Linked DNA regions of Mus musculus: region 1 is linked to region 2. Evidence: chromatin contacts called from public Hi-C data. All regions are on one chromosome and are shown on one strand. Each heading gives the region's core, a stretch centred on a gene start, on an enhancer-like site or on the middle of the called end of the contact. The rest is flanking DNA. Distances are from core to core; before and after follow the strand shown. Region 1 overlaps Gm12216 (predicted gene 12216). Region 2 holds the start of Leap2 (liver-expressed antimicrobial peptide 2).

Region 1 (3,585 bases), core at 336-2,835, 360 kb after region 2:
GTTTCTCTGTATAGCCCTCGCTGTCCTGGAACTCACTTTGTAGAACAGGCTGGCCTCAAACTCAGAAATCCACCTGCCTCTGCCTCCCAAGTGCTGGGATTAAAGGCGTGTGCCATCGCCGCCGCCACCACCACCACCGCCCAGCTAAGGGTTTCTTTCTTTTTTTTTGGTATTTATTTCATTTACATTTCCAATGCTATCCCAAAAGTTCCCCATATGCTCCCCCACCCCCGGCTAAGGGTTTCAAGTTCCATTTATTTGTTTGTTTATTGAGACAGGGTCTCACTACAAAGCTCTGGATGTCCTGAAACTCACTCTGTAAACAAGGCTGGCCTTGAACTCACAGAGATTCCCCCTGCCTCTGACTCCTGAGTGCTGGGATTAAAGGCATACACCGCTATACTCAGCCATTTACAAGGGTTCTTCTAAGTGGGAAAGAGGAGGACAAGGGAGATAGAACCAGAGACATGACAATAAGGAAAAGACAGGACCATCTATCACTGGTTTTGAATCTAGAAGGAGGCACCATGAAACTAAGAAATGGAGGAAGCCTTTAAAAACTGGACAATGAAGGGGATTTAAAAACCTTTTTTTTTTTTTTTTTTTTTTTTTTTTTTTTTTTTTTTTTGAGGCAGGAAACTCATTCTTCTATATATAGCCCAGACTGGCCTTAGGCTTTAGAACATTCTGGCTCAGTCTTTTGAGTGCTGGGGTTACAGGTGTGTGCTGCCTTGCCCATAGGCTGTTTCCTAGAGCCCATGTTTGCTATACACCCTGAGGATAGCCCTGCGGGACCTCTTCTGTCTCTTGGCCCCCTCAGAATTGTAACTGTGTGCTAGTCTAGGCCACGAAGTGCAAGGACATCTCTTACAGCGGCAACAGGAAACTGACACTCCTCAGAAGCTTCTAGAAGGGAGGCTGCAGCTGTACCAGGACCTAGACCTTGATTGGAGTCAGAATCACAGGACAAACATGTTACCTCTCAAATGAACCCTCCCTGGGATGGCCAGGGAGAAGATCCTGTGGATCTCCTCTGTCCTAGGGCCCAGGGAGCACTGGGAGTGTAGAGGTTTAGTAAAAGAGCCTGTCCATCTGGGAAAATCAAAGCCTGGGATAGGCCAAGAAGGACAGTGCCTCTGCAGGACACGCCGATAGGGAACCTGCCCAAGGTTGAGCAGTCTCTGGATGAGCGCCTGTAAACTGAGGCCCTCAGGACAGCCAGACAGAACCTATAGGACCTGGCTAAGGACTCTCCAGGGTAAAGCCTGTGGTCACACTCACTGGTCTTCAGTGCTTAGCTGTCCTTGCTAGGGGGGTCCAGTGTGGCTCGGGGAAGGCATTTAAAGGAAGTTACTGCATTAGGTACCAACCAGATCTGCATAACTAGCTTAACTAGCTGTGTGGCCTCACCCAGGCTACTGGCTCCACTGGCGGCCTCAGCATCTTCATTCACAAAGTGGAAGCGATGTTGGTTGTCAACTTGACACACCTAGGAAGAGAGAATGAGGACCCAGGCTGTGATAGTGCCACCATCGGATTGGCCTGAGGTTGGTCAGTGCCAACAAGCTGAGCAAGCTTCAGGATGGCAGCCAGCAGGCAGTGTTCCTGTCTCTGCTGTGCTTCCTGACCGGGCCCTCCTCTGACTGATGGCGTAACCTGTAAGCCAAAGAGAACCTTTCTTCCCTACGTTGTCTGTGGTCAGTGTTAATCACAACAGAACACCCATTGAACAGTGGAGAGAACAGGGTCTGTCTCAGAGGCTCACAGAGCTTGTGGGTCTGTGAGAGAAACAAGGATCCTGCCAGAACCGTAGTCCGCCTGCCTTTTGGTGTGTGTGTGTGTGTGTGTGTGTGTGTGTGTGTGTGTGTGAGATCAGTGCATCCTGAGGGGAAGGAAGGACAAGTGCAAAGTCATTAGAAGCTCTTCTCACCCTCAGGCAGGAGGCTGTAGCCCAGCCATGAGAGCAGGGCCCGGCCGAGGCTCCTCACCTCTGTAGCAGCTCACACAGGATGCGGATTCGAGAGCCACCCTTGTCCCCACAGGATGTCCTGCTGGCTACAGCTTTGCACTATGCTTGTTTGTTTTATGTACCAACCTCCTAATGGGGTCTCACTATATACCTCAGAAACTGGCTTTGAATTCACAGCAATCCTCCTGCCTTAGTCTTCTGAATGATAGGATTACAAGTGTGCAAATGTGTGTTTCTAAGCCTGGCTCTTTTTTTTTCCCCCTTCTTCCTTTTTTTTTTTTTTTTCCCCCGGAGACAGAGTTTCTCTGTGTAGCCCTGGCTGTCCTGGAACTCACTTTGTAGACCAGGCTGGCCTCGAACTCAGAAATCCACCTGCCTCTGCCTCCCAAGTGCTCTATTAAAGCGTGCGCCACCACTGCCCAGAACCACCTTCTTTTAAGGAATGTTTTTTTGTGCACTCATGAACTCTCCACATCCCACACCATGGATGCCTGTACTAGGAAGGCTGCAAAGACCACACCAGTCGTTTTCAGAAGCCATCACTCCTAGATGCAGGGCCACATGCAGTCAGTGGCAGGCAGGGGAGTCTTTAGGGAGAAGCAAACCTCTAATCCTAAAAGGTCAGCCCTAATTGCATGTGACTCCTGTATTCAGGAGGGGAGAGAGGGCGGGAAAGGAACTGGAGAGAGGAGAGGAGGGTTAGATGAAGATACAGTCAACTTGTATACGAAATTCTTTTTTTTTCGAGACAGGGTTTCTCTGTATAGCCCTGGAACTCACTTTGTAGACCAGGCTGGCCTCGAACTCAGAAATCCGCCTGCCTCTGCCTCCCGAGTGCTGGGATTAAAGGCGTGCGCCACCACGCCCAGCTGCATACAAAATACTTAAATAAAAAAAGAAAATACTGCTTTCTAGAGTTCGTCTGCATTAAAATCAGCACTTCCAGAGAAAACATAAGACATTTTACAGGGCAAAGGAAGGACTTAAAGCTGCTCATCAGTTGTACCCTTAAGGGCTACCTGATTGCCTACGGATGGCACTGTCAACGGAAATGCAGCTAACACTTATGTCACCTTCGAGTGACAGAGTGACAGGTTCTTTGTGTTTGTTGGATTAACTTTTCCAGGTTCTTTGTGTTTGTTAGGTTAACCTTTCCTGGTATAATAAGAACGAATGCCTATTGACCCTGCTCCCAACTCAGGGTCATAGTCAGGATGCTTATTCACGCTGCTCCCAGCATAGGGTCACAGTCAGGGCAGGGGTTTCCTTCTGGGAGGTCATAACTTGAGGAGTTCTGTGAACTGGGTTCTGCCCTGGTACGGGGGGGGGGGGGGGGGGCTAACTCTGGCCTTGGCTTTGATCCGGGTCTCGATAAGGTTTTGGAGCCTTCAAAGCCCTTTGCAGCATTTGCTTCGGTTTCATCCCAGCGGCCCCCAGTTCAGCTCCCAAGGATTCATCTGAGCCCAGAGAAAAGGGCAAAGCTCCTCCCCCCGGGCCTTGGTGTTGTTGATGTTGCAGTCTGTTCCTTGGCTTCCATCTCTCAGACTCGGTCTGGGAGTCTCTGCCTCTTGGCCTTGGCTCGCACCACAGCTTGCGCTGCTCCCAGCCCTACCCTT
Region 2 (3,462 bases), core at 383-2,882:
GGGTTCTAACACCCTTACACAGACATGAATACAGACAAAGCACATAAAGTAAATTTTTAAAAAAAATTTTGGGTGCATGGCCATGGGTCCGTGTCCGTGAGTCTCAGTTATCCTGCACCAACAGACATCTTTAATCTTTTCTTGATGCTCTTAAGACATACACTATTAAAGAAAAAAAAAAGAATGTACACTATTATTTATTTTTACTATTTATGTATTGGTTCTTTTTATTCTTGTTTTTCTGAGACAGGGTTTCATTATGTAGCCCTGGCTAGTCTGGAACTCACTGTATATACCTGGTTGTCCTTGAACTTACAGAGATTGGCCTGCCTCTGCCTCTGCCTCCACCTCCCTGGTACTGGGATTAAAGGCATGTGCTACCATGCCTGGCTTTGGGGCATGGGGGGTTCTATTTCATGTTCATAAAGTTATAGACAAACTTACACATCTTCAGATGGTACACACCAGCCTAAAGAGTTCTTTGTAAAGAGCCACGACTTCTGCTCTGCCAAGACTCACTATTGTTAGCTTCTGCATTGCCTCTGTCATGAGATTCTTTGAGGAGTGGGTGCTCACCACACTCCCAGGTGGAGCAGCACCACTGGTTAGGGAGCCACTACTACTCCCTATAATGGATGAAGTGACTCAGTGAAGTGTCAATTCCAGACTGCCAGAACTTAGATTTGAGACATTTAATAGTATTTATAGAAAAATAAACTCTGACAAAGTTATGTCTATGTACAAATCAACAACATTCTAATAAGAAATGGAGACCAGTTTAAAGCAAGTATCCGTCTTTAAATATTAAAAACAAAGACTACTTCACTTATCTATCTCCAACCAAAATGTCGTTAACAATATTCCCCAGAACAGATCACTGTTGGAGGTGACTCTTCCCCAGTATGGACATCACTCCTGGGCCACACTTAGGGAACAGCGTCTTTTTCTAGTGGGGGGAAGAAAAGAAGTGATTAAGATTGGATGTAGACCTAAGGAGCCCTGGGACACCTCTGCTGCCTCCATTATTCCTTGTTTCATCTGTCGTTCAGTGTTAGGAATCTGAATGGTTCTTGACTGTCACGGAATCCCCTCCATGGAGTTCACAGCTTCATATATTCCCCCCACCCCCACCCCCACCCCACACCACTAATTTCAGCTTTACCCTTGGGTCTCTGTTTTCTGATCTCATCTCTCCCAGCTTTCCCAGTGCTCTCTGGTCCACCCTGTACCTGGGATCATCAAATACCTGCATAGTCTTGTGATACACTCAGAGTCATCCCGGCACGAGGCACCAATGGGCCTGAGGGAAACCCCTCTCCAAAATGGGGTCATTCTCCGGGATCTCTTTGCTGAACTCACTTCTGGTACTGGGGAACTATTGACCTGTAGAGCAAAGGCATACTCACTTTAGCTGAGGAAGCACCCACCCTCTGCTGCACAGCCTCAGAAGAAGGGCCCTTTGCAGGTTGCAGGAGATCGAACTGCATTTCTAAGGACTGAGTCTGACTTGGAATTCCACGCCACTACTGTTTCCTTCCTTACCTGACCCAGCAGCAGCAGGCAAGTCAGGAGCACTGCAAAGAGTTTTAGCTGTAGCATCTTGGCAAAAGAATGATGTTGGAGTCTGAAAGCCAGGGGGCAGTTCCCGTTTCCTTTTATAGACCGACACCTATCTGCCTTTCTCATGGTTGCCAGCTGAGATGGGGCAAAGTTTGTTTGTAATCAGGATCGATGTAATCAGTTAATGTGTACCCAGAGAATGTACTCAAGGACTACACTCCAGGCACACTGTGCTTACTGCTCGTGGACTTTGATGGTGTTGCTGGTCTGGACCCTTACACCCATCTTATCAGAAATCAGCATTGTCCTACCTTGCCTCTGAAAGCCATGTGAATCCATGAGGGAGACTAGGAACCTTGCCATACTTTTAAGATAACTCAGCAGGCTGGGAATGTAACAGTGGGGACGTGTGTGATCCCCTGGTTCAATTCCCAGAGTGAAGGAAAAATTCTTAAAATAGCTCAGTGAGATGGTTATAATCAAAATCGGATTCTAATAAAGTCTTCAGGAGTAATGTTGACCTCTGAGCTTTTCTAGGCAAAACCCACTGACCTGTTGTGTACAGGCAATTAGGGAGGAGATGTAAACAGACTGTCTATGGTGCTCTAGTTCCCCCATCAGTCTACACTGCCATCTTAGTAGAGACCTGGCTATAAGGAGCTCAAACTGTACCTATCCTTAGGTCTTCGTTTTTAAAGACACACGAGGGAGGAGGTAGCAGAAACTTTTTTTTTTTTGGTTTTCGAGACAGGGTTTCTCTGTGTAGCCCTGGCTGTCCTGGAACTCACTCTGTAGACCAGGCTGGTCTCGAACTCAGAAATCCGTCTGTCTCTATCTCCCAAGTGTGCTGGGATTAAAGGCATGCGCTACCACGCCTGGCTGCAGAAACTCTTAACTTGGTGTCATTACAGCTTAGGTACTGACAACACCAAATGAATCATGTAGTTCGGGCTTTGGTGGAGCACTTTCAGCAGCCTCAGGGCAGCAGGTGGTAAACTGAGTCTGAAGCCCAAACACTGGCAAGAATCTGAAGCCCAAACAGTAGGCAAGAATCCCTGTAGGTTTCTAGGCTAACACTGAAGTGTACTGAATGTGAGTGATTATGGGTACTAAATGGCAAGACCTTTGATGTTGGTAACAGCTTACCACATAGCCCAGGCTAGCCCAATTTTATAGTCCTGCTGCAGTCTTTGAAGTGGACCACTATACTCAGCCATGGTAGTTTTAAAATTTTTGAGAGGGAAAGCTGAGATTGAAATCAGGATGTGCATAGGAGCTTAGATCTCCGTATGACCATAAGAAACCACACACACACAAAAATTACAAATAGATTTCTCTCTTCCTGATCTGATATCTCACATAATCTTTCCAAAGGCTCTTTTCATCTTCATGATTAAGCATTTGGACAAAAATCTTGTTTCTTTGTCAAGGCAAAAATGGAGGAACTGCCGAAGTGCTGAAGGTAGCAGTTGGTCACCAATCTAAGCAAAGCTAATGTCACTAATTGCCAAGGGAGAAGTGTGGTGAATGTCAGAGCTGGGATGGGGTGGGATTTAATGGCAAAGATCTGGGAACTCCTCAGCATAAAGAGTCACTGAATAAAGCCAGGTTGTGGTGGCAATGCACCTTTAATCCCAGCCCTTGGGAGGCAGAGGCAGGTGGATCTCCAGGTTCAAGGACAGCCTGGTCTACATAGTGAGTTCCCTGATGGCTACATAGAGAAACACTGTCTTTTTAAAAAAAAAGAAAAGAAAAAGAAAAACAAAAACAAAAACAAAAACAAAAACTGAGTAGACCCTGCCTACCAAACATAACCAGTAAATCCTACCAGTTCAGAATTAGAAGACTAAATGGGAACTTGTGTAGAGTTGGGGAAAGGTTGTGTGGTGACCCAGTGAGCAT

The links. Hi-C and Micro-C count contacts between places; a contact is called where the count stands out from the background.
Region 1: a contact with region 2 is called in a Hi-C map of liver, with 2.7 times the contacts expected there. The contact joins the enhancer-like site here to the promoter of Leap2 in region 2. A contact is called at or near these places in 1 of 484 Hi-C or Micro-C datasets (liver), 6 of 115 datasets of contacts at active chromatin or transcription factors (bone marrow-derived dendritic cells, effector CD8 T cells, embryonic stem cells and 2 more) and 1 of 9 other capture datasets (adipose tissue).

Annotation. Positions count from the first base shown.
Region 1 is chr11:53,784,861-53,788,445 of GRCm38.p6, forward strand. Gm12216 (predicted gene 12216) reads right to left here. Exons shown (of 4, transcript NR_033332.1): 4 at 629-1,489. Among named protein-coding and RNA genes, the nearest start is that of Irf1, 17 kb to the left of the region's middle. Within about 2 kb of position 1,586, at least 79 of the 459 cell types and tissues checked have an H3K27ac peak or open chromatin away from gene starts, as enhancers often do. A contact at or near this core is called in adipose tissue, effector CD8 T cells, liver and 1 more, where this site is marked.
Region 2 is chr11:53,421,504-53,424,965 of GRCm38.p6, forward strand. It overlaps Leap2 (liver-expressed antimicrobial peptide 2), which reads right to left and starts at 1,633. Exons shown (of 3, transcript NM_153069.3): 1 at 1,543-1,633; 2 at 1,247-1,383; 3 at 678-946. The coding sequence starts at 1,599. The coding sequence ends at 910. Aff4 (AF4/FMR2 family, member 4) reads left to right here. Exons shown (of 21, transcript NM_033565.2): 21 at 1-327.